Linked DNA regions of Mus musculus: region 1 is linked to region 2. The links are chromatin contacts, called in public HiChIP or PLAC-seq maps. All regions are on one chromosome and are shown on one strand. Each heading gives the region's core, a stretch centred on a gene start, on an enhancer-like site or on the middle of the called end of the contact. The rest is flanking DNA. Distances are from core to core; before and after follow the strand shown.

Evidence for each region. HiChIP or PLAC-seq counts read pairs in DNA pulled down with a chosen protein or histone mark.
Region 1: a contact with region 2 is called in a FOXA1 HiChIP or PLAC-seq map of pancreatic cancer cells. The contact joins the promoter of Plxna4os1 here to the promoter of Podxl in region 2. A contact is called at or near these places in 3 of 39 promoter capture datasets (hippocampal neurons, liver and stem cell-derived epiblast-like cells) and 2 of 115 datasets of contacts at active chromatin or transcription factors (embryonic forebrain and pancreatic cancer cells).

What each region holds. Positions count from the first base shown.
Region 1 is chr6:32,509,576-32,514,760 of GRCm38.p6, forward strand. Plxna4os1 (plexin A4, opposite strand 1) reads left to right here and starts at 1,566. Exons shown (of 2, transcript NR_040277.1): 1 at 1,566-1,870; 2 at 4,398-5,185. The region is part of intron 2 of Plxna4 (plexin A4); the gene reads right to left.
Region 2 is chr6:31,561,571-31,566,222 of GRCm38.p6, forward strand. Podxl (podocalyxin-like) reads right to left here and starts at 2,367. Exons shown (of 8, transcript NM_013723.3): 1 at 2,009-2,367. The coding sequence starts at 2,078.

The DNA.
Region 1 (5,185 bases), core at 316-2,815, 950 kb after region 2:
TGTGTGATCATTCCCTTCAGCCTTACAAAATTAAAGGACACTGGAGAGGCAAAGCAAAGAGTGTAGCTTAAAAGATGTCTTTTCCTGGCACAGTGTCTGAGCCCCCATCACGTGTGCATAGAGAAAGGAAGACAGGCCAGCAAACAAGCACATCCTAGGGACTAAGACACCGAATGCAACCTCAGTTATATACAGTCCAAACCTCTCCAAAGAAGATAATGATGGTGTAAATCCATCAATAAACCACGGGGACAGTATAACCAGAAGTGGGGGTGCAGGGTGGGGTTGGGATCATTTGCATTCATCAAGGGGTTCTAAGGGCCTTCCCTTACTTTCTAATAACATCGGTGTGTTTCTTTTTTGCTTTTTATGGAATATATACTGTCTCACCAACTCCTTCCTTAGCATAAAATTAGAGCAGAAGGGGAACTGTTTACTGGCCTTTTGATAGTTCATGAGCAGGTGCTGGCTGAGGCCCAAAGGTCAGGACTCCCTGGCCAGCATCCTTGCCAAGATACCACCCTGTGTAGATGAAATGAATTAAAGGGAACTCTACATCTGGGGTGATTGGTGAGGTACATTCATGTGTTGATGGATAAGATGTCCAACATCCCATTTCAGTCTGTGCTATGCCCACTGAATGAGTCTCATGTGTACAAATACACATACACACTTGTATACGTATGAGAGAGAAATATCACCGTGTTCATGGCTGAGGGTCCTGTGTGAGCAGGAGAGGAAAGAAGCCACAAAGATAAAACAGAGGTGATGAAACATGAAGATAGTGGTTTAGAGCAAGACAAGGAGAAGCAACAAGAGGGGAGATGGACACACGGAAGTTGTGTGCACATGCGGGCATATTTACCAGTGTGCATGACATTGTGCCGAACCTGCAAAGTAATGTCTCAGCAGGGTGAGGATCCATGTCCTTAAGTCATAGCTCAGAAACTTATAGACTGAGTCTCTTGAATGTGTCTGTTTTAAAATTTGTGTGATTCTTGGGTCCCCCCCCCCCAATACACACACACACACTGACCTGCTGGCCTCCCAAGTGGCATCTTGGGAGAACACCATACGCCAACCTTGGACTTCCTCCCACCAGATCTAGCTCATCCCCCAGGACTTGGCCATCATCACATGACCTCAAAAGATCCAGATGGGACTTCTACTGCAATTCCTCCTGACCAAGAATGCCTTTAGACCTGGATGCCTAGTACTGGAGCTACATTGTGGGGAGACATGGGGGTGGGCAGGGAGGGAACTTCTGTCTTGGGGTTGCCTTACCACTGGCATTTGAAGTTTAAATAAGGAAATTGTGTACTCAAAGGGCTTACAAGGAGTGAGGGCTTGCAATGTGTACCTATTTCACGAACTTGTTTAGTGGTTTGTAGTGTTGACAAGATTGGTTGGAATGAGAAGGGGGGCAGGGTGTGGAAGAGGAGGAGTTCCTGGACCAAGGGAGTGTGAGTGCCAAGCAAAGAGAGGAACCCTTGCCTCTCACCATAACAGGAAACAAACCCATGTAGTCAGAGTCCAGCTTCCTGCTGACAGAGAAACGAAAACAGCACAAGCAGACCGGCTGAGGCTGGCCTGGGACAGCTGCCTGGCTATTCCGGATGCTCGTTTTCACGGGGTTCAGGATCTCAGGCGCCAGGCAAACCTGAGTGACCAGCTATGCTGGGACACAAGGCCAGCATGAGTGCAAGGGGATAACCCTGCCTACTTCCTAGGACTACCTGCTGTGTCTGGGAATCAGTTGAATCACACAGCATGTAGGGATGGAGTCCTCCTTCATATCAACGGTGTATGCTGTTGGGCAGAAAGTGAAAATGAAGCTTGTTCTTGTACCTCTGGGACCCCCATGGAACTGGTAAGGCCAGTGGGTAAACCTTCAAGTCATATGGGAGCTTGGCCCAGCCATAGTTCTTCCAGAAAGGCCTCTGGAATCTTGGGAGAAGTTTGCAGACTGCATTAACTTGGAGAGTCCCATTTGTACCCAATACTCAGTGTCTAGGACCACACATTCCTAGATGGTCCTTGCACAGGAACCTTGCCAACCCAGACAAGTTCTACTGGCCTTGCACTGAGACATGCTATGGGAGAAGTAGTGGGCTTGAGATTCAGACACACAGTATGCTCTAGACTGTAGAACATACTTAGCATTAATTACATAATACTAACCTCAGTGCTTGACTCTCTGTCCCTCTATGCCCTTGGGGATTGGAGCCTGACTATTCTGTTGCTCTGTAGGACTCTGGGAACAATGAAAGAGGGGCATGAAGCACATTGCACACTGGCAGGGCAGGGCTATGCAAAGCTGTGGTGGTCCTCACCGTCTACCCCCAGTATGAGGGCCTGATAGGTGACTGGTGATGATTCAAAGTAAGAGTCCCTGCCCCATGGACCCACTTGTTTGTTGTTTGTTTGGTTTGGGTTGGGTTGGGTTGGGTTGGGTTTGGGTTTTTTGGTTTTGGGTTTTTTTTTTTCCTAGCAGAAGGTCACTCTGAGGTCAAAACTCACAGAGAAGAGGAAGTGGTCTGTATCCACTCTGTGTCTGCTTCCCACTATCAGCCCTAGACTGGTCCTGCCGGGTGCTTCTCAGCTGGTTTCAAACTCAGACTTCAGGAAATGGAGTGATAGACACTCCCTTGACTACAACCTTTGTCCCATCTACAGGGTGTAGTGATCCACTTCCCTTTCACATTCCTGGAGACTGAGGTCTTTCCTTGATCTTGGCCAGTCTGTTGCCTAGTTGCCTAAAACATTCCCAGGATTTAAGATGTTTTCTCTACTCCTTGACTTACTTGGAGCCAGAGGCTAGGGCTCTATAAGGGAACTCAGCAAACTAAAGAGGGAGAAGAATGTAGGGAGCCACGTCTAGGACAACCCCTAGACTCATGAAGGACACAGACCCTTAGCTCGCAACAATGTCCTCCCCAAAGTGGGCTGTCTATTTCATATTAGAACTGTCAAGTTTCTGTGGGAAAGGCTGGCCATCACAGAGTCCTAGCATAAGACAGAAAAGGTAGATTCTCGGTCCCATAGCCTTAGAGGTGTGTGCTCTATAAGCAGAGATTTGCAGAGACCCTTTGAAGTAGGCTACAAAGGGGGCCAGAGCCAGGATCAGTGGTGAGAAGCTACAGAAATACAAATTAAATCAAATTGGTTAACCCTCCTAGATGCCTTCCTAACAAATTGGCCTCAGGTTAGACTCCTTGAGTCCCAGCACAACCTAAGACCCCAGCCATATCTTTCTAGCTCTCTTATGCCTAGGCTCTCAATGAGATCTTCTGAGCATTGTATAGGTTCTACTGCCTTCATTATTAGGTCCTTTTTCCATTTGGATTAGAGATGAACAGGACACAGGAAAAGAAAGGCTCAGAAAGCAAAGTTGGAGGATGCTTCCATCCCCAAACACCTAAAGATGCCTCACCAGCTCCCACAGTGTCTATATCCAACACAGCCCAGGCACTGACACTTGCAAATGTTTCTATACTCATAGCCACTCAGTCATAGGAGACCACTCCTGGCCGTTCCCAGCCTCTCTTCTGACATGAATACAGCCAGTCTTCCTCGCCCATGGAGAAGCAGAAGCACCATTGAGTTCTCTGATAGTTGCAATCAGAAGGCTCTGGATTCATGAGTTAGGCAAGTGACCCAGGGTCAGACCACTCTCAGCTCTGAGTTCAGGAGAAGAAATATAGGTGTCAGGAAATGGAAAAGGCCATATAAGCTCAATAAATATCTTCTGATAGGCATTCTAATTTTCATAATCAGAATAAAGTGTATAATCAAAACAAATCTCTGGTCATATCCCCTTTGTAAACTCTCCAAGTTATAACTACAATAAAACCCACAGGTATTCCCACCCTCCAAACACAAACCCTTAAAGTCAACCTCTTAAGTTGTAGCCTCCTTTGGTTATCTCCAGCAACAGCAACTGCAATGATAAGTTTTATGTCAGCTTGACACAGCTAGATTGAAGAATTCTCAATAGAGTAAAGCCTCCATAAGATTCGCTTGTGAGCACATCAGTAGTGCATTATCTTGGTTGATGATTGATAAGGGAGGGCCTACCACCACTTCTAGGCTAGTGGTCCTGGGTGCTACACAAAGCCATCTGAGCAAGCCATAAGAGCAAGCCGCCTCCATGGCCTCTGAATTAGCTCTTGTTTCCACCCTGGCTTCCCTTAGTGATGGACTATGATATGGAACTGTGTGTTTGAATAAACCCCTTTCTCTCCAACTTACCTCTGATTGTGGCATTTATCTCAGTAATAGAAACTCTAACTAAGACACGGTCTGAGACTCGGTTCCCACTTTACAGACCCTGAGGGAGCTCCAGATTCAGAGCCAAAAGAAGATTCCAGAGTTCACCTTGTCCCTTCTGTCTCTAGACTGGAAGAAACAACAGAACTGGAGATGGGTCACAGGAAAGCAGGATGCCAACATAGCTGACACCGGGGACAGTGTGGCAGGACTGTCTGGCTGATGCTGACATTGTGTGCCCTCCGGGACATGTGTGGTCTGAGCTGAGCCCAAATGAATTGTAACCAGAGAGCCTGAGCAAAGGAACGTGGGTATCAAGCAAATCAAAGGAAACCGATACTGTGCATTAGAAGCTGGCCTGGCCTCCTTTAGCCTGGCTGGGAGACAGCCCTAGCCCTGTGCGCTTTCTGGCCTCCCCCTCCCTATTCTCAGCTCTGAACTCTCCTCTAACTTGAAAGAGCTAATTAAAGCCAAAAGAAAAAAAAATCAAAAGCTTGTTATCTGGCTCCATTACTCCCAGTCCTGGCATTGGTCTGCCTCGCCAAGCTGTACTCCCTCTGTTTGCTCCAAGGATACCGTGCAGTGTTAGGACCTACTGCTCTGTAGGCCTCTGTGGTGAACTTGGCTTTTGTATTACGGCAGAAGTGAGAACAGGATAGATACCAGTCAAATGGACCCCTACAGATGCTGTTGCTTCCCAAAGCCAAGCCCAGAACAATTTTCTAGTAAGTTTTCTAAAGAAAACTGTCAGAGAAAACTTCCCAAACCCTCTGATCTCAAAAGAACTATCTGTTTGGTGATTATACTACCATGCAATCTTCAGGCATGAGCAATGTCTGCACATGGGTGTGTAAATGCATTGGTGGAGATATGTATTGCATTGTATTCAAGTGTGTCAGAGAACTCAAATATAAAA
Region 2 (4,652 bases), core at 1,117-3,616:
GGTTTGCCCCCTAAGCCTTTTTTGACCTGGATACAATTCACCATCATCATCGTCATCATAATCAATTTGCTGTCCTCGTCATCAGTGTAACCATTCCTCCTCGCCACCAAACACTGTCAAAGAACGTCTCTATATTGCCACATACTGTGAAAATGACATTTCAGGATTTCGGTATCCAGGGCTCAGTGGTGCTAAGAGACTTGCTGTTTGGAACAAGGCCAGGTTTCTGGACACATTTGTTCGAGCATATTGATCTCTGACTATGAGCTGTCCCTGTGGTAGAGTCTGGACAGGGCCCCTCAGCAGGCATCATTCCTAGGCAGTTGTCAGGTGCCAGACAAGAAACCCAACCTTGCCGGGGCGTGGTGGTGCACGCCTTTAATCCCAGCACTCAGGAGGCAGAGGCAGGCGGATTTCTGAGTTTGAGGCCACCCTGGTCTACAAAGTGAGTTCCAGGACAGCCAAGACTATACAGAGAAACCCTATCTCAAAAAGGCCAAAAAAAAAAAAAAAAAAAAAAAAAAAAAAGAAGAAGAAGAAGAAGAAGAAGCCCAACCTTGATGTCCAGGGACCCGGTTGGGAGCAGTTCACTGATGGCTTCCAGGGATCTCCCTTTAGCCTGTATCTTCTCCAAGCTTGGCTTCTATAAGATTGGAATCACTGTGGACTAACTAGCTCATCTGGCTTTTGAATGGTACTAGGGGCTCCCCCTCCAAAAGACTGCATGTGAAGACCATGAAGTTGCCAGGGCACTCTACAGACTTGTCGGTCCTTGTTAGACTGTGGCCCTCCAAGCTCTTCCCATCTTCCTCGAACTGCACCCCTCCTCAAGGAGCACAGGCCCTTCCCCCAATGGGAGTACTCTTCCCTTCCAGGTCCCGTTGGAGTCCCAGGCCACCCTCCGGAGGTTTAAACCTCCATTCCCTGAGGACCAGCCCTCGCCACCCTACCATCTCATCTCTCATTGTTCTGCAGAATCCTGTTCCCCCAACACTAACTCCCACAGCAGCAGAGTCCCTTCCCCGCTTGGGCGGTCACCACTGTACTTCCGACTCTGGAAAGCCTCCCTTCGCTACTTTCTCCCTGCAGCTACCTGCTCAAGATAGGCTACTCCGTTTATGAAACCTGCCTCTCTCTCCTGGGCTGAGTCTCTCAGCTGTTTGGCAGGGACTTTGGGACACCTGCTCTGGTTATGTTTGCAGACACTGCCTGACCTCTCAAACAGAAAGTAACATTCCACCTTCAGAAAGAAGGTAGTGGGATCGTCTCCAAGCTGGGTCTGATGGGAGATGGGTGCCCGAGGTATTACTAAGACACAACTCAAACCTCATTTGTGAAAGAAATTTCTTGTTTACACAAAGGGGTGGGAGGGGCCCACCATCCTGGCCATGCTCTGAGAAAGAATCCGGTCCTTTGGCAACATGAAGGCAAGGACCCCACTGAACCAGGCTCTGGGACCCTGGAAGGAGCGCTTATTCCACCCGTCCCGGGACAAGCTTAAGAAAAAGCGCTTGCACAAGAAGTACGCTACACGCGTGGGCATTTAGGGATTTGAGGTCAGTTTCAGGGGCTCCTTCTTGTGGTCCCTGCCCGCGGCTTTGCTTAGTTTCAACGACCTCCCAATACGGTCCCCTAGTAGCCCCAAACACGAGAAAGAGAAATCGCATTCTGGTGGTCATGCGGGAATCTGGGACCTCCCCACAACCCAAAGTTTCCCCCCCATCTCCAGCGAACCCACCAAGTGCCCCCTTTACAATCTCACAACCTCCGGCTCACTCTACACCAGTGAAGACTAGGAATAAATCCACGATCTGGCCCCGCACCTGCGGGGTTCTCCAATTTGGAGGGGGCGTGGATGGTGCCAAGGTCAGGACTCTGCGTGCGGCCACGCGGGAGAGGCTGCAAGCGGTCCGACCACGCGGTGCAGCCGGCTTCCCAGGAGCCCCACCAGGCTTGGGGCGGAGGGGAATGACCAGGGGTCCCGGCAGAGCCGCGGCTGTCCACTCACCATTATGGGAGTGAGATGCAGGCGACAGTAGCAGCAGCAGCAGCGCGGAGAGCGCCGTAGTGGGAGGCATGGTTGTGCTCGCCCGGGGACTCCGAGCAGGTGGCTGCGGCGCTGGCGCAGGGTCGCGCGTCCGGACAGCGGGAGCGTCGGCGCCGCTCCGGGAGGCCTGGCGACGGCCGCGAACTCCGGAGTCGCGATCCGGCCGCTCCTCCTGCCTACCGCAGAGCTGGGCTGGGACACGGAGCCAGCAGCGACGAGCGAAGGTGTCTGCGGCCCGGGCGGTGTCTGCGCCGCTGCGGCCCCGCGCACGTTGCTGCGAAGACTCCCGCCCCGTCCCGTCCGCGCTGGCCTCCGCCCCCTCCCCCAGGAGCTCGCCCACAGCGGCGGCGGGGTCGGGCGGGGCGGCGGCTGGGCGGGCGCTGGGCTGCGAACAATAAGCAGAGGAGGAAACTCCGCCCTGGAGCGCGGCGGGCGGGGGAGCAGGGGCTGGCGGTCCCGGGCAGTGCGTGTGTGAGTGAGTGTGTGTGTGTGTGTGTGTGTGTGTGTGTGTGTGTGTGTGTGTGTGTGCCTGTGAATCTGTGCTCACGCTGTGTATACTTGCCTGCGCGCGCGCCAGGGACCCTGTCAGACAATCAATCCATGCCGCGGATGTCCTACACATTGCTTTTGCAGGGGATCAGCCCGGATCCTCCATAATGCTACCGCCCTTACAACGCAGGCACAGGCCCCCCCAGTCTGGAAGTTCCGATAAGAACCGACCCTTCCAGGCCCCCAGACCTCAGCGCCTTCCTGCGGCAGAACAAGGGAAGCAGGTCCCCTGCCCAGCAGGTGCCTGGATCTCGTGCAGTCCCCAAGTCTGTCCTCCGGGATGAGCCCCGTACCATCTGGACGGGTTTTTGTTTTTGTTTTTGTTTTTGTTTTTGTTTTTAACCTCTCCCACCGATGTACAAATGGATGCGACTCTTTTAAGGCAAAAATTTCAGCGCTTAATTCGTGCGCGTCTGTGTTCTAAGTGCTTTGCACGTATTAATTCGCTTGCTCTTCACGGCAGTCACATTTTTAAGCCTCGTTTTGCAGACAGAAAAATAGAGTTAAAAAAATAGTTTAAAAAGTTGTTTAAGATCCCTTAGGTGGTAAATAGCAGCCTTACTTCTGAGATTAATCTGGAAAAATACTTTGCACAGAGCCCGTAATACTGTAATTGAGCCATAAGAAATAATATTGCTGAATAAAAAGCAGCAATGGAGATTTAAGGGCCTCGGCGTCAAATCCAACCTGGGCTCAAAACCTAGTTGGGCTAACTCACTCTGAGTGCTTTGATTCTTTACATACGAAGAACAAGGCTAACAACACTTCCAACAGCTGCTGAGACACTTGCTTGGGAGACGCACTTAGCGTAGGGCCAGAACCTTGAACAGCCTTAATGAAAGAAGCAGCTTTCGCTCGTGAGAAACCCATAGACCTGAGGTGGGAGATCGGAATTGGAGAATCTCATAAATGGAGAATCTCATAAACCCGAGTTTACTCTGTGAAAGGACAAAGAAGCTCGCATCCTATTCGTTTGGGGAGGCGGGGAGGCTTTGCGGGCTGCAGACTCAGTGGAGTCCCCTGCAGAGGTGGCACTCTCATCTCGGGATACAAAGCTGAAGGGGGAGGGGAGGCTGACACGGAAAGGATATGGTGAAAATTTGTCACACATGACTCCTGGGTTGCTAATCCGGAGTCTTTCTGTCAGATGAGCCTAAGTGGAGAGATTGTTCCCGGATCCCAAGGACCGTGGACCTTATGAATCTCTCAAGTGGGCTATGCGCAGGCTCATCGTGAAACCGCTTAGGAAGAGTAGGGTTGGGGCGTCCTTGCAGCGGGCCTCAAGTTTGAGAAGAGCTTCCAGGCTGTCTTTACTAGGAAGTTTCTGCATGATCGTTCTGGCATGGTATTCCACGCCGCGTATGGGAAAGACAGAGGGTGTTCCCTGTGAATACGCCGGTGTGTGTGTTTATGTGTGTCTGATGGTCTTTTTTTTTTTTTTTTTTTTTTTTTTTAGCACTGTTCTCCTCGACAGTAGTGCCAACAAAAGGCTTGCTTCTCAAACCAAGCAACACTTTTTCAAAACTGAGGTTGAAATTTTTGTTTTGTATGCTCTCCGATGAATTGTATGCTCTCCGATGAATCATGCCTTTCACTCAGCGAATCTATACAAACTCAAAAACAATCAATACTAAATTCGTGGATAAAGTCTGGGACATTTTACATTCACATGATTTCAGATTGGCCCCACTATTAGATCACACATAGTTAAAAATGACAGCAAATATCTAGACTTAGGAAGTGGGGTACTTTTTGCAGTAAAAACTGCAAAGTCAGAATTGTGGTTCCCAATCTCCAGTACTGACAGGACCCCCCAATTTACTTCCAGAATGAGGCCAACAGAAAGTGCTCTTCTCAGCTGGACTGAAGCCCTGGTTCATCTGCACAGTGAGCTTGCTGGCCTGGAACACAAGATTGTAGCTGCAATGCAGTGCCCTTTACTGATGCTAGTCCACCATACTTCTGGAATTCAGTACACATTCTCTCTCTCTCTCTCTCTCTCTCTCTCTCTCTCTCTCTCTGTGTGTGTGTGTGTGTGTGTGTGTGTGTGTGTGGT